Regions from separate parts of the Sus scrofa genome. Here region 2 is linked to region 1. Evidence: chromatin contacts called from public HiChIP or PLAC-seq data. All regions are on one chromosome and are shown on one strand. Each heading gives the region's core, a stretch centred on a gene start, on an enhancer-like site or on the middle of the called end of the contact. The rest is flanking DNA. Distances are from core to core; before and after follow the strand shown.

Evidence for each region. HiChIP or PLAC-seq counts read pairs in DNA pulled down with a chosen protein or histone mark.
Region 2: an H3K27ac HiChIP or PLAC-seq map of alveolar macrophages shows a contact between it and region 1. The contact joins the promoter of SETD7 here to the promoter of MAML3 in region 1. A contact is called at or near these places in 1 of 47 Hi-C or Micro-C datasets (liver) and 1 of 2 datasets of contacts at active chromatin or transcription factors (alveolar macrophages).

What each region holds. Positions count from the first base shown.
Region 1 is chr8:86,876,348-86,881,603 of Sscrofa11.1, forward strand. MAML3 (mastermind-like protein 3) reads left to right here and starts at 3,006. Exons shown (of 7, transcript XM_021100677.1): 1 at 3,006-4,296. The coding sequence starts at 3,826.
Region 2 is chr8:87,476,164-87,481,419 of Sscrofa11.1, forward strand. It overlaps SETD7 (histone-lysine N-methyltransferase SETD7), which reads left to right and starts at 2,103. Exons shown (of 9, transcript XR_002346776.1): 1 at 2,103-2,439; 2 at 3,264-3,396.

The sequences.
Region 1 (5,256 bases), core at 1,756-4,255:
TGTAGGAAGATATCACGCGAATGTAGAAGTAGCCAGTATAAAAGCCTCTGCTTCTTCTAAAGTCACTGAAGTAGACGGACATCTCAAATTCTGGGTAACTCACCTTCGTTGCTCAAGACTCAAGTCGTGTTCACTTCCTGCTTCTTTCTTTTCATCATCCTGTACAGTTAGGATAGGGTTTCTGACCTCAAGTATGTCACAGTGGAGTACTTACTGCACAGGTCAAAGACTCCCCCGCTCCGCCCCCATTGGCCATCACTCAGCTTCTCAGTCCTTCCTTTCTGCACTTCGTAGTCTTAGAGCTTGTGGTTGCCACTCCCACCTTCTTGACCGGATAAAAGGTGGGTGCTGTGTGTGTGTGTGTGTGTGTGTGTGTGTGTGTGCTCGCGCTCGCTCACGTGCACGTGCGCGCGCATATGTACCCATGAAGAGAGTCAGCCAGCCGTTCTTTTGTGTGTAGTCCACTCATGCACTAAACTCAGACGGTGAATGATATTGTGGTTGTGCAAGAATAGCTCCACTTGTTTTGGGGGAGCTCTGGGGGTAAAGCCCCTCTACCTGCTGGTCCTCAAAGGGAAGGATGCAAACTCTTGTGTATTTGGGGCTTCCTTTCATCATAGGAGAGGTAAACAGCTGGATGGGAATACATGTTGCTGCTACCATTGGAATTTTTTTCAGAATGACAAACTCTCAATTAAAAGATAAATTCTGAGGCATAGGAAAAAGCAAGAATTAGAACCCAGGTCTCAAAACTGAAGCCCCAGTGCTCAAGACCCTCAAACTTGCTGCCTCTGTAAATCACACCACAGTTCTGCACGCGTAAGGTGAGTGCGTGGGGTAGAAGGAGGGCTAAGAATTGAACTCTAGGGAAGAGACAGCAGAGTGAATGCAGAGTCATAGCCTCCTTTCCACAGTGAAGCCATATGTTTCCTGAATTAATAGAGATATGATTTAGTGAACCATGTGAATAAAGGTCACTTTGTGATATCTTTTTCTTATAATTTCTTAGAATTTTCTCTGTGTTTTTAGGATCTGAACTGACTTTTTGCTATAGAACTCAACTCAATTCCCTCACAGACTTGAAGGAGGGGGGCAGTTAGTGATAATCAGAAGATTGTATGTTAACTAACTAGCCCTCTGAAAAAGTATGGCAACTTTAGCGAAAGATATTTTTTCACGTTGGTCACACCAGGTTAATCAATATTTTGCTACCCATTTTACCATATAACCCAAATGGATGTTAAAGATATAGTTCACCATATAGACCTGATTAATTGAAGAAAAATATTGCTTCTTATTGCTGACATTATGAGGTTAGAAATAGCATCCTATGCTAATCTGCAATGCCAAGAAATGAAGATGGTTTAAATCAGATCTCATGACTAATGCATGAGATCCAAAGTTCTTTTATTCCTGGCTATTTTAGAAAACTGGGGTGTATTTTTACTCTAAAAACTAATTCTCTAAGATTTATTGAGATAATATAAAATGCCTTATTATTAACAGCTCACAATCAAGTTCTCATGATAATCACAGAAACGCTATTTCTTCATTTTAATTTTATTTTTTTTGGTCTTTCTAGGGCTGCACCCATGACATATGGAGGTTCCCAGGCCAGGGGTTGAATCCGAGCTGTAGCTGCCAGCCTACACCGCAGCTCACAGCAATTTGGGAACCTTAACCCACTGAGCCAGGCCAGGGATAGAACCTGTGTCCACATGGATGCTAGTGAGATTTGATTCTGCTGAGCCACGATGGGAACTCCCTATTTTAATTTTTTCACAATTATGTATTTGCAATGGGTTAAGTCCAGACTCAAGGATATTGTATTTGATCCTTAATTGTTGTTGGTGATATTTTTGATAATATCAGAAAGATAGTGGAAAGTTTAGATTACTCTCTCTGGTTGCCACTCCATTTTAATTGTACTTATGGTGAATTCATTTAAACAGAAAGAAATATATCTAGCAATAAAGTCAGCCTGTTATTTTTGCTTGTTTTTGTTTTGACAAACTGTGAAATGCTGTGTTTTTCCTATAGTTCTAGTCCATGAAATCTGCAATCTTTCCACCTGATTTACGAAGGACCCTTAATTACTGCTGTCATTAGCACCTAGTGTTCAAAACAGTCTGTTAAAATGTACTGTTAGTCTCACCTCCAAGTCCCTGTTTGCTTTATTTTAATTTTTCTTCCAAGTAAGTAAAACAATAATTGCCCTAATAACAGCAGTCATTATGTACCGCGCATTAAATAATATTCCAAGTTCTTTGTTGCCTATTTCTTTTTGTTCAGGATTTGGCATTTGTGTGTTAAGATGGCCTAGAGTTTGAACGCGTGTTCATAAGCAGCGTTACTACAATTCAGGACTTACTACCTGGGTTTTACAAACAAACGAGCCACTCATTTGCCTTTTTCTTTCCACATGGATAGGGATGACAGACAACTGCTGTGAAGCTTCAGTGTTTCTGCCTGATCATGCACGGTTCTGCAATATAATGCATAAATGTATAACAACAACTTGGGCTCTCTTGATACCTCGCTTGGAATAAGGAAATCCAGCCAGCCGGGCGCGTCCCTGGCCGTGCGCGCACGCGTGCTCGCGCGCACACACATATATACACACGCGCGCACGCACACAGACACAGGCGCGCGCGCACACGCACACACACACACACACACACACACACACACACACAGGTCAAAAGTTGATGCGTTCCCAAGATCCCTCAGAATCTTTCTTTCTCTGTTTTCTGGCAGCGCCGGCTTCCCAGTCCCGGTAGTAGGGAGGTTGGGGGCGTGGAAGGGCGGGGAGGACGAGCGGAGGGAGGCGGGAGCCGGGTGCCTGTGCGCGCCGCGCCCGCTCCAGCCGGGTGAGAGTCCGGGCCGGGTTTTGCGCGGTGTCCCCGGGCCTGTCTCACGGCCTCCAAGCCGCCGCCGCTGCCGTGTTTACTGAGCTCGCGCGTCCTGATATCACTCCGCTGGCATGGAGGAGGAGGAGGAGGTGGAGGAGCGAGAGGAGGAGGCGGCGGCGGCGGCGGCGGCGGCGGCGAGCAGTTGATCATTGTGATGGTGGCAGGAGCAGCGGCGGCAGCGGCAGCCCAGCCGAGCGTTAGGGGCTGCTCTCCGCGCGGCGTTTTGCAAAGGACTTCACCGATCTACTTTTGCAGTCGCCTCGGACTGTCCATGTGTTTACTTCCCCCAGCCCGAGGATTCGATATCTAGGTTCCTGTGAAATGCAACTGAGCAGCCAAAGTACTTTGAGAACACGGGGCGGCATAAACACCAAAACTTTTTTGTGGAAGGAAAATGCAATAAGCAAGCTTGCCGTTTTCCGATGCGGTGTGGAGTGAGTGTGTGTCGCGCGTGTCCGCACTGGAGGCATATGCTTGTGTGTGTACATGGGGTGTGTTTTTCGGTACGTAGGGAGAAAATGCTTGCCAACTACCGGAAATCTCCTGGAATTTATTAGAAAATAATGGATTATAAAAAGAAGGCAGGCGAAGAGCGGATCTCCCCTTGAGTTGCAACCCGATTTGCTGCTGGCTCAGTTTGTTGTGATTCTTTTTGTTGATAGGTGTCTGATGGTATTCTGATAACACCCCCCTCTTTTTCCCCCTCGAGCTTTACAGTTTAAAAAAGGAAACAAAAAAACCACCCCAAAATCTCTCCCCCTTTTTTTCGCCCGGCCGGGATCGCTGTTTCCATCCATGTGCTTGCGTCTCCCCCGCGTTCCACTTAAACTATTTTAATCCTTGGACCCAAGGAGAAGGCTGATAGGGGGTGGATAAAAAAAGTTCTTCCAAAATAGTGTGCCCGGGGAGCAGGATGGGGGATTTCGCAGCCCCCGCTGCCGCCGCGAATGGCAGTAGTATTTGCATCAACAGTAGCCTGAACAGCAGCCTCGGCGGGGCCGGGATCGGTGTGAATAATACTCCCAATAGTACTCCCGCTGCTCCGAGTAGCAATCACCCCGCTGCCGGCTGCGGTGGCGGCGGCTCCGGGGGCCCCGGCGGCGGATCGGCGGCGGTCCCCAAGCACAGCACAGTGGTGGAGCGGCTCCGCCAGCGCATCGAGGGCTGCCGGCGGCACCACGTCAACTGCGAGAACAGGTACCAGCAGGCTCAGGTGGAGCAGCTGGAGCTGGAGCGCCGGGACACCGTGAGCCTCTACCAGCGGACCCTGGAGCAGAGGGCCAAGAAATCCGGCGCCGGCACCGGCAAGCAACAGCACCAGAGCAAACCCCAGCAAGATGCGGAGGCTGCCTCGGCGGAGCAGAGGAACCACACGCTGATCATGGTGAGGGCGCGCTGGCAGCGGGCATGGGGCGCGCGCGTGGGGGGGGGGAGCTTCTTACACGGGGGCACGGGGATCTGATTTGCAAGGCGGGTGAGGTGGGCTGAAGCCGAAGGGTTAACGTCAACTTTCCTGAGCTAAAAGCTGCCGTCGCCGCTACCTGTTAATCTGTCAGGGTTGTCAGATTTGGAGAAGAGGGGGCGAGAGGGGGAGAAGCCAGTCACGACTGCGAGGGGCGGAGGGAGCCTGGAGGAGCGTCGGGGTGAGGTGCTGGAAAAGTTTTCCCCCCTCTCCCGTTCTCAAATACCAATTTGAAAGAGTGAACCCAGAGTTGAAACCTCGCTCCTCGTCTTCACCGCTCCCCACCCGACCCCTCGCCTTGCCGCCTGGGCTCCCCAGACCCGTCCCCCTTCGCCCACCCCTCTCAGCACATCCTCTGGGTGCGGGGAGAAATTGATGCTGTCGCAGATTCTGGGCGGGCATCAGGCCCTCGAACCCTGGGGGGAGGAGGAGGAGGAGGAGGAGGAAGGGAGATGCTCTCCCCCTCCCCCTCAGCTCACCCTCTTCGGGCTGAGAAAGTCTGAGAGTTTTGTGAATGAACTTTGAAGTGGGTGAGAAACCAGCGAGGGTGGCTGCGCGCGCGCGTCCGCGGGAGCGCGCTTGGATGCGGGGCGCGGGTGCGCTCCCTCGCGGCTGGAGAGCCGGGGCTGCCCCGGCAGGTGGAGCGGCCCCGAGGGTCGAGCGGGGAGCGGCTCGGCGGGGTCGGGAGGGGGGGGGGCGACGCCCTGGGCTTGCGCCCAGAGTCCCCGCCACACAACTTCGCCGGGGATTCTTTCTCCTCCTCCTCTTAAACTTGCTCGCATGTAGCTTTCTCCGCTTCTCTCCCGCCCCACTCCCTGCCAACTTTCCGAGCCTGTGTGATAAGCCCGGAGAAGTGGAAGGTAGCGCGGAGGTGAAAGAGGC
Region 2 (5,256 bases), core at 853-3,352, 600 kb after region 1:
CATGGCCTGGCTGTTGGATGTCCCGGGTGGGCCGTCCCTTTCCTCGCTGGTGGGGCTTGTTCTGGTGCATCAGGATCTGCTGAGTTAGGAGCTCAGCCATCGCCACCGCCACCCCACAGTATGATTAAGAGCTCGATTGATTTTCTAGCCCATGACCACATCGGTGGGGACAGAGTTCGACAGAGGAGACTGGCGGGAAGCCAAGTGGAAAGAAGGCTTTATGAAATGAGCTCTCAATGAAGAAAACTGTGGGAAAGAATGCGATGGAAGCAGATTTGGGGCCAGTAGATGTGGGAAAGTAGAACTCAAAAAACGCTCTTCAGTCTCGAATGAAAACAAAGCATTTTGCAAACACAGGAAGAGGATCCAGTGTGTGAGAGACTCAGCACTGTTTATATAAAACAGAATATTCCTCTCTACACCATTATCACTGACAAGGTTTAACCTTCCTTTTGCACCATGCACTGTGCTGGGTTCTGGGGCTCTTGAGAAAGATCAGTCAGTCCATCTAGAGAAAGGGATTGAAAACACACACAAAGTGATTTGTAAAAAATGCAAATGGATCTTACGGAAGTCATCAAAACATTTTGCCTAAACTTTGGACCCAGAGCCAGCAGCATGAGTGGTGGGGGAGGGGATTGGGACTGTGCCCTGCTGCTGCCTGTCTCATGTGCAAAACTGAAGAAGGTTCTGGCAGGAAGGCCCTGGTTGCTTTCCACTCCACCCCTTACTAGTCCAGAGGAGGCCTGATGCAGAGATGGGGGCTGTGTGCAGGGTTCCACGTGTTCTCTAGCAGCAAGTGGAAAGTGAGCACATGACAGTTTGGGTGGGCAGGAAAAACTTCATAGCACCAAGCTGGACATCCTCCTCTAAACTTAAAGTTAGGGTAGGACACCCCTGATGAGATCCCTCCCTCCTTCCCTCCACCCACATACCCAACCCACTGTGAACTTGCTGCGACTCTGTGACCCCACCTGTGTATTTCGAGGGGTGATTTCTTCCAAACTACCCTCCCTCTGCTTCAGCCCCTTTTGAGTAAATACATAAATAATGTGTGCTGCCTTTAGCTTTCAGTATCTTTTAAAAAGATAAACTGGAAACTGGAGAAGAAGATGATATCTGGTGTGCTGTGTGCACCAGTATAATATGAAAGAGAGGCGATGATATGCTTAAAAAGGGAAAATAAGAAAAAATGTCATGTAACTCAAAACCAGTGAGTGAGTAAGCTTGGTACATGGTGGGGGGAAAAGAAAGAAAGAAAGAAAGAAAAAGAAAGAAAGAAAGAAAATTCTGTTTCTATGGTTCATGTTTACAAATGATGTAAAATGAAGTGGTTCTTTCATCTTCCACTGCAGAAACCCCTTCTCTGTGTAGCTTTGGAGCCAAGTATCTGCACTGGAAACCTTTAATAAGAAGGTTAAATCTAAGCCAGAAGACTTTTGAAAGGTATTGACTAAGCTGGGGAACCTCTGAGCAGTCTAGCCTAAGCTGGGGGACCTCAGAGTGTTCTAGTCTAGACTGGAGGGTCCTTCTTCCAGTGTCGCAGCACCTCTTAGCTCCTAAGGGAGGAACTCAGGCCAGAAGAGGTGGCCTCCCAGGGTCCCTCTGCAGGTGAGCAATACCAAGACCCAAGTTTCCTAACTCCTGGCACAGGACCCTTCCCTCTCTTTCTGAAACAAAGGGGGTTGAAATTCCTGGCAGAGTATAGGACAAATGTTCCTAACATGATTCTCTTTTTCACAGAGGAAAACAAAACAAAACAAAACCAAAACCAAAACCAAAACAAAAACAAAAACTGAACTTAAGGAGAAACTCACAACACTGGATAAGAATACCTGGCATTTAAGCCCAAAGCCAAAACCAAGGCGTGGTCTCCCGGTACTGGAAGTACTTTGAAATCCCCCAAGTCTCTTTTGCTGTTCAGAAAACAAAATAAACAACTTTCTCTTGCTCCCTTCTATCCCCCCGCCCTCTCCGTGCAGTAGCTGTTCTTGGCGGATGCCCAGAGCGGCACCCGGTAATTCCACGGTACATTGTGTACATTTGCATCCATTTAGCCAGCTATTTACAGCCGCCCTTTATCGCCACCTGTAAGAGGCAACGCCATAATGACACTAAGTGGCGCGGCCGGGAAGCGGGCGCCCTGTGATGTTCTCCACTTCGAGAGCCCGAATCTGTGAAGGGGTTGGCACTCGGAGGAACAGGGAGACGGCTGGGGACATCCCACGTACAGGGCGAGAGGCGCGAGAAGGAGGCGCGCCAGACAGAGGGTCCTTCCCCGGTAGCTCCACTCGGTGGTTCCTTTTCCGTTACCACAACCGCGAGGAGGGACCTGCCGGGCCTTCCGCGCGGCTTGTTTCCTGCCTGGTAAAGAGACCGCTGCCATTTGGATCTGGTGAATTTCTGAATCACCCAGGACGCCTGACGGTCCCGAGGAGGGTGAGGACGCAGCGCACTAGGGTTGGAACCTCATCTGGGCTGGATGTCACCCCCACCCCGTGTCTGGGAAACCTGCTCGCGGATGTGATGCGGCAACGCGGGGGACACCTGCGCTCCCGTGCGTGCCGCACTCGTGCAGCTCCGGGTGGCAAACGAGGGTGAAGTGAGGGCGAGAGCAGAAGGAAGTTAAGGCGCTGGAGCGTCAGGAACGCTGCCTTAGCTTCCCTTGCCCTTTGGAGGCTGTCCAAGGGGCGGGGGATGGGAGTGGGGGTGGTGAGCACTGCCCGCGGACTTCCAAGTGGTCCCCCGCACAGGTGGAGGTCGGGAGTTCTGAGCCCCTGGAGGGCGGGTACCTGGAGGTCCCGAGCGCTCGCGAGGAGCCCACCGAGCCCAGGCCCGGCGTGGCGCGGTCGGAACGCACCAGGCAGCTCAGAAGCAAAAGATAAACCCTTCTGGGCCCGGGGGCTGATGGGCTGGGGCACGGAGTCAGCGCGGACTCGGAGCGCCTTTCGTTTTAAGAAGCCTTACTTCTGGGAAGGGACAGGGAACTGTCAATCAACGAGGGAGGGAGCGCACCGGCGCTGGGTGATGTCAGCGGATCAGCTGCTCGATAACAAAGAGGGGGTATTACAGGAGAAAGTTGCAGCGGCGGCGGCGGCCACGGCGGCACCCCGAGCCTCGGAGGCAAGGGGCAAGTGGGCGAAGGGAGGAGGGACGGCTGCTGCCGGAGCAGCTTAAGGCCAAGGAATTGAAAGGGCTGTAGGGGGAGGCAGTGCGAGCCAGCCCCGACTGCTCCTCCTCTTCCTCCTCCTCTAAACTCGCAGGGTTCAGCCCCAGCGCTCGCTCAGCCGCCGGGAGCACCCGGAGGGACGGGAGGCAGCGGCGCGGCCCCGAGCTGGGCAGGGTCCCCAGCCGCCATGGATAGCGACGACGAGATGGTGGAGGAGGCGGTGGAAGGTACAAGCGTTTCTCTGGGGCCGGGGGAGGAGGCGCCGAGGGCACGGAACGCGGAAGGAGTGGCGGGCTGCGACCCGCGCGGCGCAGGGCCCCGAGGCCGCCACTGTCCCCTCCGCGGGTGGCCCGCTGCCCGGCTCGAGCAGGGGCCGGACAGCCACGGCCACGCGGGCCGGAGCGCGCACTGCGCGGAGGGGCACAGGCCGGGAACGGGGCTCGGCTGGGCCGGGGTCCCCCGGCGGGCAGGGCTGTTCCATCCCGCCCGGCCACCGCCTGCATCCGCCCTCGGAGTTGCGAAACGTGCCCCGCGCTCCGGCCCTTCCCCCTTTGGGGGATGAAAGGTGGGGGTGCGTAGAAGGACAGCCCCCCTGCGGCCGGCGGTCTCCAGGGAGCAATCCCCCTGCCCGGTTTTGGCAAGCTCGAGCCCCTCTCCGGTCGCCAGCCCTCTCCTTTCGCTTGCCTCTGGGACCCGCGGTGACCGCGGCCGCGTCCGGGTCGGTTCCGCGACGCAGTGCACGGGGCCGAACGGGGCACGTGGCAGCCTCGGGCCCGGCGGTCGCTCCTCTGAAACAGTGAAATCATTGCAGGGCCGTAGGCGACGCTCCGGACCCGGGGCTTGAACGCACGCCGACCGGGAGGCGGTTGGCCCTGGCCTCTGCTGCCCCCGAGCGAACTCAGTCAAACCGCCCCTCCCCCTCCCTGCTTCCCAGGCGGGTGCCGCCGCCGCCACGCTGTGCAGGCGCGCCGCAAGCCCGGACCGAAATTGCTGGGTGACACTTAACTTTCTGAATTCCATGCAGTTGGCTGTGGGTGATATCACCGCCTGGGTGTCGTGTTTCTCCGCCCCTTCGCTTCTAGCGCCCCTCCCCCGACTTTTCTCGCCACTTTGTTTTGCTGACTTTCTCCACCTCTTTTTTTTTTCTTTCTGTCTTTCTTTCTTTCTTTCTTTCTTTTCGCTAGTTCCAAAAAACGAGGTGGGGACGTTATACAATCTAGTTGTTTGTGTCATGAGATGTTATGATTTTGTAACAGTGAATACTGGAAAATACTCTTTAGCGTATTTATTTGCTTCTACTCGACAGTACGTCGTGATGTTTTGCGATGTTGCGTGGTATTATTCCAAAATATTTTAACCAAGCATCTAAGTAAATATTTTTTAGCTTTTGTTTGAATCTGGTTTCTATCTGATTTGTATGAACAAGTTCACATAAATGGTAAAGAAAAAGTGGAAACCTTACAGAGGCGGATGCATAGTTATTGCTGCTTGGAGAAAAAAAATCAGTTTTTATGTCAACATAATTGACTCCGTTTGCAGTGCTCCGAGGTCTTAGAGAGAGATTAAGTAGAATCATATTTCTGAATTCTTTAAAAATGTAACTGTCCTAATGTAACGATTGAAACTTCTTGTTTCTTTATCCAGCTTCACGGAGTGGTGGTGGTGGTGTTTTAATTTCCCAATGTCCTGAACTCACAGAACTATTTATCTCTAATAAGTAAAGCCATGTTGGGACTTAGCAAGGCCCAGAGACATTGATTGGAAGCCTTCTTTAAATTTAATTTATTGACTGCTTGTGCCTTCATATTATGAAAGATAATTGAACAATGTTTTTCTCATATAGTTAGGGCTTGCTTTCATTCATCAAAGTTTACTTTTACTTGTAAACGTTTAATGCAAACCTTTGCTCACAGGCAGTGCTCACTAGCTTAAATCAATCACTCTCCCCTTTGAAGCTGTTTGGAGACATAAGGCCCAGTTATCTGTGGCCCTGGGCTCCTTGCAGAATGTGAACAAGCACTTCTGGGACTCTATGGATGTTGTTTTTGAGATTGCCCAATGGATGGAAGCAGAGACGTTCTTTAAAT